Regions from separate parts of the Sus scrofa genome. Here region 1 is linked to region 2. The links are chromatin contacts, called in public HiChIP or PLAC-seq maps. All regions are on one chromosome and are shown on one strand. Each heading gives the region's core, a stretch centred on a gene start, on an enhancer-like site or on the middle of the called end of the contact. The rest is flanking DNA. Distances are from core to core; before and after follow the strand shown.

Region 1 (7,241 bases), core at 472-2,971, 180 kb before region 2:
TGACTGTGCAGGTCACTCAAACATGGACAGAAACCTGTAGCTTTAGTAACTAAAGAATGAATATGAGGATAGACAGAGGTCGAGATGACCGCGGCATCTAAAACAGTGCTGTCCAAAAGAACTTTCTACAATGATCATATAATATCCACTAATCAAATAAGAATATTTTTGGAGTTCCCATCTGGCTCAGTGGTTAACGAATCCAATTAGGAACCATGAGGTTGCGGGTTCGACACCTTGCCTTGCTCAGTGGGTTAAGGATCTGGCGTTGCTGTGAGCTATAGTGTAGGTTGCAGACTCAGCTTGGATTCTGTGTTGCTGTGGCTCTGGCGTAGGCTGGCGGCTATAGCTCTGATTTGACCCCTAGCCTGGGAGCCTCCATATGCAGCGGCAGCAGCCCAAGAAATGGCAAAAAGACAAAAAAAAAAAAAAAAAAAAAAAAAGAATATTTTTACTTAAATTAATCATAAGGTTAGTTAAAGTAAAAAAAAATTCATTTCCTGGTTGAATTAGTCACATTTCAAGTGCTCGATTTTAAGTGAATGTGGCAAGTGGATACCATTCTGGACAGTGCATATTACAGAATATGTCTGTCAGCACAGAGAGTTCTGTTGAACAGCAGAGATCTCAAATGCAAGGGGCGGGGTGGGGTGCAGAATCCCAAAAAGGAGGTATAGAAGGGGAGCCCCAGTTCTGCATATCACTCTACCCAAATCCCTGGGTGACTTCTGAAATATGTGTATGGGTAGTAGATTCCAAGCAGCCCAGCTAATGCTAAAAGAACAAAACAGAAATTTCTGATGAATTGAGTGCAGATGCTATTTTATCTGGAAATATTTAGGGAAAAAAATGAAGAACACTAATGGTAAATATGAAAGACTACATTTTCCTATTACAATCTTTATGTTACATATGACTACTTAAAGGAAAATTTATAACACTGTATTACAGGATCTATATATTATGTAAATGTAAAATATGAAACTTATAGCATAGAGTATATAAGTATTAGAGATAAATGGGCCTATATCTGTTCAGGTTTCCTTTACTTTTATATGAAATTGTACAGTATCAACCCTAAGCATGTTGTGAAAAGTTAAAAATAATAAATGCAAGAAGTTCCCATTGTGGCTCAGTAGTAAAAAACCTGACTAGTATCCATGAGGAAACGGGTTCGATCCCTGGCCTTGCTCAGTGGGTTAAGGATTCAGCTGTGATGTAAGTGGTATTAAGTATATTCATATTACTGTGCAATCATCACCACCATCCACCTCCAGAACTCTTTTCACCTTGCAAAACTCTATAGTCATTAAAAACAATGACACTCCATTTCCCCTTCCTCTTGGCCTGGTCAACTACTACCCTACTTTCTGTCTCTATGAATTTGACTACTCTACTACCCCATTTAAGTGGAATCATACAATATCTGTCTTTTCGTGACTAGCTTATGTCAGGTAGCATAATGTCCTTAAGGTTCATTCTTGTTGTAGCATATGTCAAAATCTCCTTCCCTTTTAAAAGGGCTGAAAAATATTCTATTGTACTTATATATCACATTTTGTTTATCTACTTTTCCCTGATAAACACCTGGGATGCTTCTACCTTTTAGCTATTATGCATAATGTTGCTTTAAACGTGGGTGTTCCATTATCTCTTTGAAACTCTGCTTTCAATTCTTTTGGGTATATGCTCAGAAGTGGAATTGTTGGAGTTCCTGTTGTGGCTCAGTGGTTAACAAATCTGACTAGGAACTAGGAGGCTGTGGGTTTGATTCATGGCCTCACTCAGTGGGTTAAGGATCCGGTGTTGCCGTGAGCTGTGGTGTAGGTTGTAGACATGGCTCAGATCCCGAGTTGCTATGGCTCTGGCGTAGGCTGGCGGCTATAGCTTTGATTGAACCCCTGGCCTGGGAACCTCCATATGCTGAGGATACGGCCCTAGAAAAGCCAAAAAGCCAAAAAGCCAAAAAAAAAAAAAAAAAAAAGAAGTGGAATTGTTGAACATACAGTAATTCTATTAATTTTTTTGAGCTATAATTGACACATAACATTAGTTTTAGATATAACATAATGATTCAAAATATGTAGCTATTGTGAAGTCTAGTCAACATCCATTATCACAAAGCTACAAATTTCCTTGTGATGAGAACTAAGATCCACTTTCTTGGCAACTTTCAAATATACAGTACGGCATTATTAACTGTAGTCACCACGCTGTACATCACATTCTCAAGATTTATTTTACAACTGGAAGTTTGTACCTTTTGTTCACCTTCATCCACTTCATACCTCCTCATCCCCACTGCTGCCTATGGTAACCACCAATCTGTTCTCCGTATCTAAGAGTTTAGTGTTTTGATGTTGGTTTGTTTGTTTGTTTGCTTATTTTGCTTTTTAGGGCCGAACCCACAGCATATGGAGGTTCCCAGGCTAGGGGTGTACACCACAGCCACAGCAGTGCCAGATCTGAGCCGTGTCTGCAACCTATACCATAGCTCACAGCAAGGCCAGATCCTTAACCCGCTGAGCGAGGCTAGGGACTGAACCCACATCTCATGGTTTCCACAGATTCGTTTCCACTATGCCACGATGGGAACTCTCTGTGTTTTAGATTCCACATGTAAGTGAGATCATATGGTATTTGTCTTTCTCTGACTTATTTCACTTAGCACAATGTCCCCAAGGGTCCATCCATGTTTTGGAAGATTTTCTTCTTCTGTTTTTGTTTGTTTGTTTGTTTGTTTTTTGTCTTTTGTCTTTATAGGACCGCACCCACGGCATGTGGAGGTTCCCAGGCTAGGGGTCTAATCGCAGCTGTAGCCACTGGCCTACACACAGCCACACAAGATCCAAGCCACGTCTGTGACCTACACCACAGCTCACAGCAACGCTGGATCTTTAACCCATTGAGCGAGGCCAGGGATCGAATCCGTGACCCTATGGTTCCTAGTCGGATTCATTTCCACTGCACCACGACAGGAACTCCGGGAGATTTTCTTCTTTATGGCTGTACAGTACTTCATTGTAGATAATACACATGACACTTTCGTCATCCATTCATCTGTCAATGGACATTTAGGCTGCTTCCATTTCTTGGCTATTGAAATAATGCTGCAACAAAATGGGTGTGCATGTTGTCTTTCTGAGTTAGTATTTTTGCTTTCTTTGGATAGATACTCAGAAGTGGAACTGCTGGATCATATGGTAGTTCTATTTTTAATTTTTTGAGGAGCCTCCATACTGTTTTCCATAGTGGCTATACCAATTACATTGCCACCAGCAATGCAATGCACAAGGGTTCCCTTTTCTCCTCAGCACTTGTTATCTGTTGTCTTTTTTGATAACTGCCATTCTAACAAGTGTGAGATGGCATCTCACTGTGGTTTTGATTTGTGTTTCCTTTAACAACCAGTGATGCTGAGCATCTTTGCAAATGCGTATTGGCTATTTGTACATTTGGCTATCTTCTTTGCAGAAATGTCTATTCAAGTCTTTTGCCCATTTTCAAATTGAGTTATTTATTTTTATTGTTGTTGGGTTTTGGGAGTACTCTAATATTCTAGATATTAATCCCTTTTGAGTTACATGATTTGCAGATATTTTCTCCCATTTTGTGGGCTGCCTTTTTTATACTCTGTTGATAATATCTTTGGCTATGTGAAAGTTTTCAATTTCCACTAAGTCCAATTTTAAACACACTGGATTTTTTATTCCAAAAATCAGGAATAAAGTTGTTTGCATTAGGTTGTTAGCAGCTAGCAAGGAGGTTCTGGTCTTGTTCAGAGGCAAGTGTTTCTGCCTTTTTTAAATTTTCAAATGTTTGGGGTTTGTTTTGGAGAGGTTTTTTGTGACTGTGGTACATGTGCCAAGTCAGAAGGGGAAGTATTATCATCCATGCTTACCTTGCCAGTTACTGTCCTTGAAGACTTGACCATGTAGGTTTGTTCAGCAATTTTCTGACTCCCATCACTAATTTGATGGGTTTTCCTACTTGCCCAATTTAACATACATAGGAGCCGTAAGAGGTACTGATTAACATGTGAAGATTTCGAAGTGGCTCAGCAGGTTAAGAACCGCACTAGTATCCATGAGGATGCAGGTTTGATCCCTGACACCTCACTCAGTGGGTTAACGATCTAGTGTTTCTGTGAGCTGCAGTGCAGGTCCCAAATGCAGCTTGGATCTGGTGGGGCTGTGGTGTAGGCCAGCAGCTGCAGCTCTGATTTGACCCCTAACCTGGGAACTTCCATATGTATGCCCCAGGTCCAGCCCTAAAAAGAAAAAAAAAGGGAAGATTTCCCTATTGCATGGTTTAAAAAAACTAAAGCCATATGATAATAATGCTTGAAGAAATAACATCTTTTCTACAGGGTTCATAAAGCCCCTAGTAATACTTTGATCATAATAAAGTTACAGAAATATTTGAATTGTTATTATCCCTTTCTCCTATCTCTATCTAGGAACAAAAGCATTCAGTTTGTCTTTACCAAGCTCTACTACCTGCAGGAGCTATATAGCTGGGATGTTCTTCCTTCTCTGATATCCCCTAGTCTGCCAATGTTTGTTGTTCGTCAGCATTCTTTATTAACTGTAAATATGAGATTTCACTAGCTATAGAGCAGGTATAAGGTTAAATTCTTTTGTTTTGTTTTGTTTGCTTTTTAGGGCCGCACCCACGGCACATGGAAGTTCCTAGGCTAGGGGTCCAATCAGAGCTGCAATTGCCAGCCTATGCCACAGCCACAGCAATACGGAATCTGAGTCTGTGACCTACACCACAGCTCATGGCAATGCCAGACCCTTAACCCACTGAGCAAGGCCAGGGATAGAACATGCATCCTTATGGATCCTAGTCAGGTTTGTCAAGGAACTCCCAAGGTTATGTTTTCTGGGAGGATTCTGCAGGCATCATTTCCACACACTAAAGTACAGTCCTTGTTCTTAATAGTGAGCTTATCATACCTAGTTAAATGAGACTTGTTTTTGAATATGAGATTTCTGGCATGGTCCCTGCTATAAATTTTTTTTATCCAATCAGATTTGGATTAGAAAAAGTCAGATTTGTTTAGAATCTATATAAATAATGACATTGTCATGAAAAAGTAAAGAGAAGCAAAAAATGGTACTTGGTATAATAACAATCATTTGTTCCATGTAGTTTTATAGACAAAGCTCATCAGCATGTTACTATGTGCCTCAAAATCATCTTTCTTAGTGATCATTTTGCAATATATACAAATACTGAATCACTGCTGTACATGTGAAACTAATATAATGTTATATGTCAATTAAATTTCAGTTTTTAAAATATTTGTTCCCAGGTTTCAGCACCAATAAATAAATAAATAAATAAATAAACATAAGTTAAAAAAGAAAACCTCTTCGATTTTAAAACATTTGATATGGCATACATTTCAAATAATACCAATAACCAAAACCACTTCCACTTTTGGCAGAGATTAAGTTTTCCTTTTAAACTGATGAGGATAGTAAGCTATTACAAGACAGAGATAGCAACTGAATTCTTAAGTTTGGACTATTGCTAACTGCCTGACTGTTCCAATTTGTTATGTATACTACTATGAGATAAGTCTTTCTAAAGAAATGCTAGCCTTGTCTCCTGGTGCATTATAAGTACCCAATAGTCTTCTGAATTATTCAATGCATTTTATCATTGCTGGATCATGATCAAACCTTTCCAACTGTTTCCTACTATCATTAAATTAAAGCAGAAACTAGTCTTTTGCCCTGCATTCAAAACTCTCTACATTACTAAGGAGTCTGGGTTATCATTCCCCTTTATAAACTTTTTGTTTTTAACCAAAAGGTTTAGCCTAAAGCTAATTTTTTATTCTTTATTTTTATATAATTCCCATAGGAACCTCTTCACTTACAGAAAACATATCTATTCTTTGAGGCCAATTTAAATTTTATTACCTTGATAAGGACCTTCAAGATTATCCTAAGCTTTAGAAAGTGTTACCTTCTTTCAGACAGTTCCCGTCAGGGCTCAGTGGTTAATGAACCCAACTAGCATCCATGAGGATGTGGGTTCGATCCCTGGCTTTGTTCAGTGGGTTAAGGATCTAGTGTTGCCATGAGCTGTGGTATAGGTCGCAGACACGGCTCAGAATCTGTGTTGCTATGGCTCTGGTGTAGGCTGGCAGCTAGAGCTCTGATTCGACCCCTAGCCAGGAAACCTCCCTATGCCGCGGGTTCGGCCCTAAATAAAAAAAAAAAAAAAAAAAAAAAAAAAAAAGAAAAAAGAGTTATCTCCTTTCAACTGCTATTAAAAGAAAAAATTTTAAACTTATTATTTAGCCATAAAAACGGAAACCTTGCCATTTGTGACAATATGGACAGACCTTGAGGGCATTATTCTAAGAGAAATAAGAGAAAGACAAATACTGTATGATCTCATTTATATGAGGAATCTAAACCAAAAACAAAACCAACCCTAAGTTCATAGATATAAGAAAACAGATTGGTAGCTGTCAGAGGCAGGGGGTAGCGGGTGGATGGAATGGATGAAGGGAGTCTAATTATAAAATAAATAAGTCATGGAAATGCAATATATAGTATGGCAACTATAGTTAATAATACTGTATTGCTACGCAATTTTAAAGTTGCTTAAAGAGTAGATCTTAAAAGTTCTCAGCACAGGAAAAAAAATGTTAACTATGTATGGTAACAAATGTTGATTAGACTTACTGTGGTGATCATTTCACAATATAAACAAGTATCCAATCATTATATTGTACATTTGAAACTAATGCTGTAAAGCAATAAAAAAAACTTTTAAAGAATAATTTAAAAATTTACACATATACTTTAATAACTCATGTTTCATTTTAAGAAATCTATTCTACAGAAATAATTAAGGACATAGGTATAAGCATGATTACTGCAGCATTATTTTTAAGGGGAGAATGTGAATTATAAGAGATCCACCTTGGAGTTCCCTGGTGGCTCAGTGGGTTAAGGACCTGATTCTGTCACTGCTATGGTGCAGGTCTGACCCCTGGCCGGGGGAGTTCCATACACAACAGACATGGTCAAAGGAGAGAGAGAGATCCAATTTAATCTGCCCCATATAATCACAAATTGAACATTTCCAAGGTCTGAGAAGCTAAATATAGTGAAAAGAAGAAGTGGTACTATAAATAAGAATATAGTTAAAACCACCATAACCTAATAAGAAAAATAACCAGGCACCATCAGTGCAGACAAGAGGACTGGACT
Region 2 (7,011 bases), core at 3,453-5,952:
GGAGCCGGAGAGGTTGTGGAAAGAAAAAAGAGCTCCTTCCCTTCCTCTCCTCATCCTGCAGCTCCTGCCCGGAGCTGAGCAGGGTGAGCCAGCCCAACTCGGGCTCTGGGTGTCCTTCATGATGCCCCGGGGGACCGCAGCATGGCTGCAACCCCTCCACGCCCCTAGTCTCTGATTCACATGGGGTGTGCCATGTACCGCGGGGGACTGAGCCTCCAGAAAGGAAGACTTTGAACTGACGACCAAGTTAAACCATACAGTCACTGCAATCGGCTAAGGAAAACAAGCCGACTCTTTCAAAGGTGAGGCAAGACCTCCATCACACCTGGGGAAAGGTCAAGGTCGCTAGCCCGTGGCAGAGCCAGGGTTTACACCCAGGATGGGCGACCCCAGAGCTTGCACGCTAACCAGAGCCCGGCACTGCCTGCACATGGGAGGTCTTTGTGAGGGAGACCTTTGACCAGCAACACCCAGAGGAGTAATTGGAGTCAGGAGAAGGCCAGGCCTCCGGACAACAGTGGCTTCACATAGACTTGTGAAGCAGAGGCCAGGTCCTATAGGAAGCAGGGCCTGGGCCCCAGTGCCCCATGGTAGTTGCCCAACCTCTGCGGCTAAACAGAGAGCTGAGGTGAGGAAATCAGAACATCCTGGGGAGTGAGCAAGGGACAGGAAACAGGCCTACGCCAGGGGGGCAGGGGCCCAGGGACAACCTGTGAGCTTCTGCCTATGGTCACTTCCTTGGAGACTCAGGGACCCGTGAGAAAAAGTGTAGGGGCCAGACTAGTCCTTTCATCCTGAGAAGCCCTACAGCGTCACAGACACCCCCAATTACACACCCAGGCAGGAGGGATGCGACTGCACTCTGGCGGGACACTGGCCTCAGCATCTGTCTTGAAGACAGGTCTGGAGGCAGAAGGACACTAGGTGACAGGATGGAGAGGCAGGTGTTACATAGGGCTTCTCAGCTATTCTTGCTTCTCATTGAAGCAAGGCCTGGGGATCCTCTGGCAGGGACACACTCATCCCCAGCGACTTCTGAAGCCACGAAGGCCTGTACCAGGCTTCACGACAACACCCTCCTAGGTCAGGGCACCCAAGACAACAGCAGGAGTGACCACACCCTTAATAAAATACAGGCAAGTTTAGCTTCACAAGCGCCAGAGACTTGCCACATCTGTTTTGGAAGGTAAACACCCAGGGATTTTTAATCCTGTATTGGCATAACTAGGGATTCTTCTTTCCAGAATTAGGTCACAGAAGAGGCTGCTGTATGGAAGATTTTTGGACAAATCTTAAAGGTATGAGAGAGGAGGGCACCATGCAATTTCCTTACACCATTGAGAAGTCTTGCTTCTAATTCAGAGGTTGGGAGCGAGGCCTGTGTCACAGACAAGAAGCCCCAGATCTCGGCACCTTGGCCTCCCTCCTCTTTGGAGGTGGGGTGGGGTGGGGTGGGTTTCCTGATGTGACTATAACCCCGTCATTGTCATTTGCCTGGGACCAGAGCATGTTTTCACTGTCCCTAAGAGAGGACGCACACAGATGATTCCCTGGCGTGCCAACACCAGAAACTCTGTGCTGCCCCCACCCACGGATCCAGACTCAGGTCCTCCGGAGATCAGGCCCTTGAATCTACACACATTCCTTTTCAGTGCAACCCGTGATTAATCAGCAGGCTGTAAGACATCTTGAAGCACTAACCAGAGGGAGCTTGGTAATTTGTAGGTCACCCAATGCTCAATGCAGGGTGACAGAATTGACCCCAACAATCAGGTCATCATCACTGCCTCTGTTTCCTGTTTCCCTCCTCTGGCCTCAATTCCCAGAGAGGTTCAAGTTTGCTCCTAGAACTGTTCTGTCTGTAGGACTTTGTCTCTACCTCGGCCAGGCAGCCACTCGGGAAGACAGCGTGATTCTGGGTTTCCACGCCCAGAAATTTCCTTGAACCAGTCCTCCACTTTCTTGATATGTCTTCTGCCCCCAGGACTCATCATCGGCTTTTTCTAATCAGCTCACCTCTGGCCCTTCCCATTACAAAAGCTCTCTGTAGCCCCTCACCCTGGGCAGAGTCCCCTGTGATTGACACCCCGTCTCCGGGGACTGGTCCTCATGTTTCAGCCCCGTCCTCCCGCATACTTCCTACATCCACGCCACCTCTCTGCCCATCAACAGGACCTGCTCTTGCCTGTCTGTGGATCCTAAAGCAGGGACAGAAGTCATGTGGGGCATTTCCCATGTTCCAGGAGCATGCAGCCCGTGGCTGAGTCTCACATGCAGCTCTCTGCTGTGTGCCACAGTACACACTATCCCGGTGGATAAACCCAGTGCTCTGGGAAGACTGAGAAAGAGGGATTAATTTTTCCTGTGGAGCTGGGGAGGGCTTCCCAGTTGAGCTGGGCTTTAAAGAGTAGACTAGGTGCAGCCTCTGCAAGGGCAGGATCAGTCCTTTTAAAAAAATCATACTCCTGGAGTTCCCATCACGGCTCAGAGGTAACGAACCCAACTAATATCCATGAGGACTCGGGATTGATCCCTGGCGTCCTCAGTGGGTTAAGGATCCTGCACTGCTGTGAGCTGTGGTGTAGGTCACAGATGCAGCTTAGATCTGGCGTTGCTGTGGCTGTGATGTAGGGTGGTGGCTGCAGCTCCAATTTGACCCCTAGCCTGGGAACTTCCATATGTCTCAGGTGCGACCCTAAAAAGACCCGAAAAATAAATAAATAAACAAATAAACAAATAAAATGTTAAGACCAAAAATAAAAATAAAAAATCATGTTCCTTTTGATAAGCATACGAGTCTCTATTTACCACTTTGACCCCTAAGATGCCGACATACCTTCCTAATGAGGCCTGCATCTCTCCTGTGAGAATCACTCATTTATCAGAAAGGAAGAGATAACTATAGACTGTTATTTCTATCATCACAGCAAAACCAAAGAGGATTCCTACACACAGAGACACACACACACACCTTTTGCACATTCACAGAACTGCTCACCCTTGATTTTTCAGAGAATTTCCCTGGAGCCCCTGTGTGGCCTCCATGGCAACATCAAGGATACAAGTGTGTGCACTGCAGGGAAGAGGCCAAGACATCAGGCCCAGGACCAAGCCTCCCCAAGGCAGGCAGCTTCCTCATCTGCATGTTGCTCTAAGGGGGTCGACCACGCAGACCACCCGGCATGTGAAGAACGTGAGCTCCTCAGCTCTGGGTACAAACTTGGCCCGAAAAGCGGGCAGGCTGAGCCCTGAGGTCTAAGGCCTTGGCTTCTCTAAGGGAAAAGTGAGCAAACTCGGGGACTACTCTGAACAAGGACGTGCTTTGCAGAGGGTAAGAGAGAGGCCGGATTCACACAGGGATCCAGGCACCAAAGAGTGTCAGGGAATGGAGGAGGGAGGGTAGCCGCCTGCCAGCAGGAAGCAGGGGGAGGCAGGGACTCAGGGACTGCAGAGGAGGTTGTTGGGGAAGAGGGACAGCCCAGGGTAGGGTCGCAGGGGAAGAATGCCACCCACCGAGCCCCCCTTGAGCACCCAGGTGGTCTTCCCCCTGCCCCGCCCCTGCCCCCAGGCCGCAGGCCAGCTCAGCTGAGCAGGTGCCCGTGGGGAAGGCTGGAAAGTAGAGGCAAAAAGATGAGGAGGGATGGACACTCAGTAGGACTAGGATGTGGATTTAAGGCCCGGGCTTTCCAGCCAGCCTGCCATTCCCTTGACTCCGCCCCTAGCCTATAGCTGCTTTTCCTCCCTCAACCTCTTTCCTCTTCTGGAAGGTGGGTTCTTGAAGGCTTGCAGGGTTTAAACGAGACCGCACCTTGGGAAGTGCCACACCCACGCCTGGCTCGAGGTGCAGGACCCTCGTTACTCCTTCAGTGGAAGAAAAGCCATCGACTCTTTAAAATGGTGAGGAAGTAGAGAAAATGACCCAGAAAGAAGAGAAAATGATATGTTTGCATTTTTCTAGGAGCCACAGAAGTGGCTGGTTTGACATGGCTGTCACAGGGGTTTTACTCATCAGTAAGTGGGAGCTATTCCTGGTGGCTCAGAGACCCCCCATCAGGCCAGCCAGGTGAGGGAAGTGAGGAGGAACCCTGGGGGGCCAGGGCCAGGGTCTCATCAGGTTTCCACTGGACCCTGTGTTTTTGGGTGCATCACTAAACCTCCATGGCCACACTGCCTGGTGCCTTTTGTCCTCTTCACCCCAGTCCTGTGAGTCCATGAGACCTGCCCATCAGCCAGTGGAAAGTCCATAGACTGGCCTGCTAGCCAACCAGGTGATGAATCTATCCATCCATCTAGTTCACTTCTGAGGCTTCGCTGGTTGCAAAGAAGCATCCTGTGTAGGGGCGGTGGGCTGCAGAGTGGGGTCCCAGTTTGTAAGGATACACAGATCTTTACAAGGATCAGAGGACACCCAGGCACTTTTGGTTATAGGACAGAAATGAACCTAACGCATCTAAAACCAAAAGGGGGGATTTACTACAGGGTAGCAAGGTCGCTCCCAGGAGCCATGAGCAGCATGATCAGGAGGCCCACACATGGGCCTGGAAGCAGAAACCAGGCCGCCCACGCCGACCCAGGCAGCTTCCTTCCCTCTGCCTCCCTGGGGCTGCCTGGCCTCTCGCTTCTGCTCCTCCCTGTGCATCGTGGTTCCTATAATCAGCACAGGCTCAGTAGCAACAGTGATCTCACTTCCAGACACAGGGGAGAGAGACTCTGATTGGCTGCCTGGATGGGATGCTGGCCTTGAGTCCACTCAGCCAGAGGAGCCGGGCAATCATAGGCCACTTGATAATCCTACAGACACAATCTCACTAGGCCACCTCCTGGCTGAGTGAAGCAGGGCATCTCAGAGAAAGAGAGGTTGTGACTGCCCTGATAGCCCAAGGGGCAGGGGGGTGTCACCTCAAAATACCTGCAAAAACACAAATAAAGGGGGGGCTGTGGGGGACACAAATGTGGCCACTGTAACCAGACCCCAAATGAGAAAGACTTTGGCAAGATGGTGGTTCACTTCTCTGTGGGTGTAACCGTTTCAGTGCAAACAGGACAGGGATGACACGGTGGCAGCAGTGTTGGGGACCCAGGCTCCTTCGAGCCATGCTCTTCCCTAAGGATGTCTGCTTTGTACTCATGGCTGAGGATGGCTCCCACATTCCAGCCGGGGAAAGAGAGGTGAGGAAGGCATGGGCCTTCCTTTAAGGGCACAGTCAGTGCTGCTAGCTTCTCATGGGCCAGAACTTGGTAACATGGACACACTGCCAGGGAGACTGGGAAAGGACCAGCCAGGTGGTCCTGCGCCCAGTCAGCAACCCTGGGAGGCCAAGCAGATGTTGGGGGACAACATCCTACACAAGTAATATGGTCTTGGTTCCTGGGAACTCACGAAGGCGCCCATCTCTCCTGACCGCAGCTTTGGGAAGAAGTTATCGCCAAGGAAGAGCGTGGCCAGCAGGGGAGGATGGGCCAGGCTAGGGTTACACTGGTGATGTCTAAACCCCTTCTGCTCTTGTCCACCATGTCAAGGAAGTGGCTCTTCCCCTCTCCTAACTTAGGGTGCAGAACAGGAAGTTCTTGAGACAGACTGCAGAAGTGAGTGTTATAACACAGAGTTCTTTAAAGAGGCAGTTTCAGTGCTGTGGTTCTTGTAGCCACAGCGCAAGCTGCTGAGCGAGGGGGGCTGAAGTCATTTCCTTCAGGCGCTGGACCCACAGGCGGGCTTCTGCCTCGCCGCCCCATCCCACGGTCATGTTGGAGCAGCTAAGCCAGCAGCGGGCATTGTGCAGTGCCTACTGCACACAGGGCAGATGCCAGCCATCATGTGGGAGCCCACGGTGGGGGCAGGGGTGGCCAAGAGAGGGACATAGTGTCCCCAGGCCCCTCCTCTCCGCCACCCGCCTGCCCTCACCTTCAGCCGCAGGCTTCCGGCTCACCAGGAATTACTTGCCTGGCCAGAGCCTTGGCTGGCGTCAGCAGAGGGGCCTGAGTCACGGTGCACAGGGACACACTTGCCACCCCAGCACCACGCTTTGGGCAAGAAAGGAGGCGCCATCGGGGCGGTTCCAGTACCTCAGCAGCACTGACTCTGGGCCTTTCGGATGGGGATGTCGGGCAGGAGGTGGATACAATGACCGGGAGTCAGGAACTCGAGGTGGACTTGGCCGTTCTCGGACACGTGATATCCACAGAGGGGGAAGATTTGGCAGCACAGAATTGAGCCAAGGATCCAGGGGCCACTTTGTTCAGCTACAGCTGAACTGAGCACCCTCCGCATTCAAATATCACTTCCACCAGTTAAAAAACAGGATAATAACTGCCTTGTTGGATCTAAAGGATTTACAAAAGGAAGGCGCACAAAGGCAAGGTCTGTGTTCTCTGGCCCCTTCAGCACCTGCACGTGGACACATCTCTGTGCAGGTGGTGACTCTTCCATGAGCGTGGTGTAGACTGAATCACTGGACTCACTTAGTCCACTTCCATGCAAGGAAACTGAAACCCAGCCAGGGACAGAGACTGGCTCGGGTCACACAGGTCAGCTGGAGGGCACCAGAAGGACTGGGGCTCTGCTCCAGCCAGCACCAGGTCCTTCTTCCCAAGGGGGCAGCACAGGAGTCCAGTCCGGATCTTTTAATTCTGGAACCCCTGCTCTCGCCCATCACTGCACCGCCCCGGCTTGGCTGGCTAGCATCCCATAGCTCTGGCTCGTTATGGCTGGAATAGGAGCAGTCTGCAGGAGAGCTGTCGCTGACTCCTGTCCATCAGCACGCTGGTGCCTGCGGCTGAAGGACAGTGGTTGAGGAACCAGACTGCCTGGGTTTGAGTCCAGTTCTGCCACTTATGAGCTCTGTGACCTCATTTGATATCCTGTTGCCTCAGCTTTCTCATCTGCGAAATGGGGACTGAGATTGGGTTTCCCCTCACAGGTTGTTGTGAGGAGGCAATGAGCCGGCACCGTGCTTAGGAAAGTCTAGGCACACTGAGCGCACGCTGTCCTGTCTGCTGCGGTTGTAGTCTGCC

The links. HiChIP or PLAC-seq counts read pairs in DNA pulled down with a chosen protein or histone mark.
Region 1: a contact with region 2 is called in an H3K27ac HiChIP or PLAC-seq map of alveolar macrophages. The contact joins two enhancer-like sites. A contact is called at or near these places in 10 of 47 Hi-C or Micro-C datasets (embryonic fibroblasts, heart right ventricle, mesenchymal stem cells and 4 more) and 2 of 2 datasets of contacts at active chromatin or transcription factors (alveolar macrophages and skeletal muscle).

What each region holds. Positions count from the first base shown.
Region 1 is chr5:68,064,686-68,071,926 of Sscrofa11.1, reverse strand. The region is part of intron 3 of WNK1 (serine/threonine-protein kinase WNK1); the gene reads right to left. Among named protein-coding and RNA genes, the nearest start is that of WNK1, 68 kb to the right of the region's middle. Within about 2 kb of position 1,721, at least 1 of the 83 cell types and tissues checked has an H3K27ac peak or open chromatin away from gene starts, as enhancers often do. A contact at or near this core is called in alveolar macrophages, where this site is marked.
Region 2 is chr5:67,890,267-67,897,277 of Sscrofa11.1, reverse strand. It overlaps LOC102167892 (a long non-coding RNA gene), which reads right to left. Exons shown (of 5, transcript XR_002344143.1): 5 at 1,952-7,011. Among named protein-coding and RNA genes, the nearest start is that of WNK1, 110 kb to the left of the region's middle. Within about 2 kb of position 4,702, at least 57 of the 83 cell types and tissues checked have an H3K27ac peak or open chromatin away from gene starts, as enhancers often do. A contact at or near this core is called in alveolar macrophages, where this site is marked.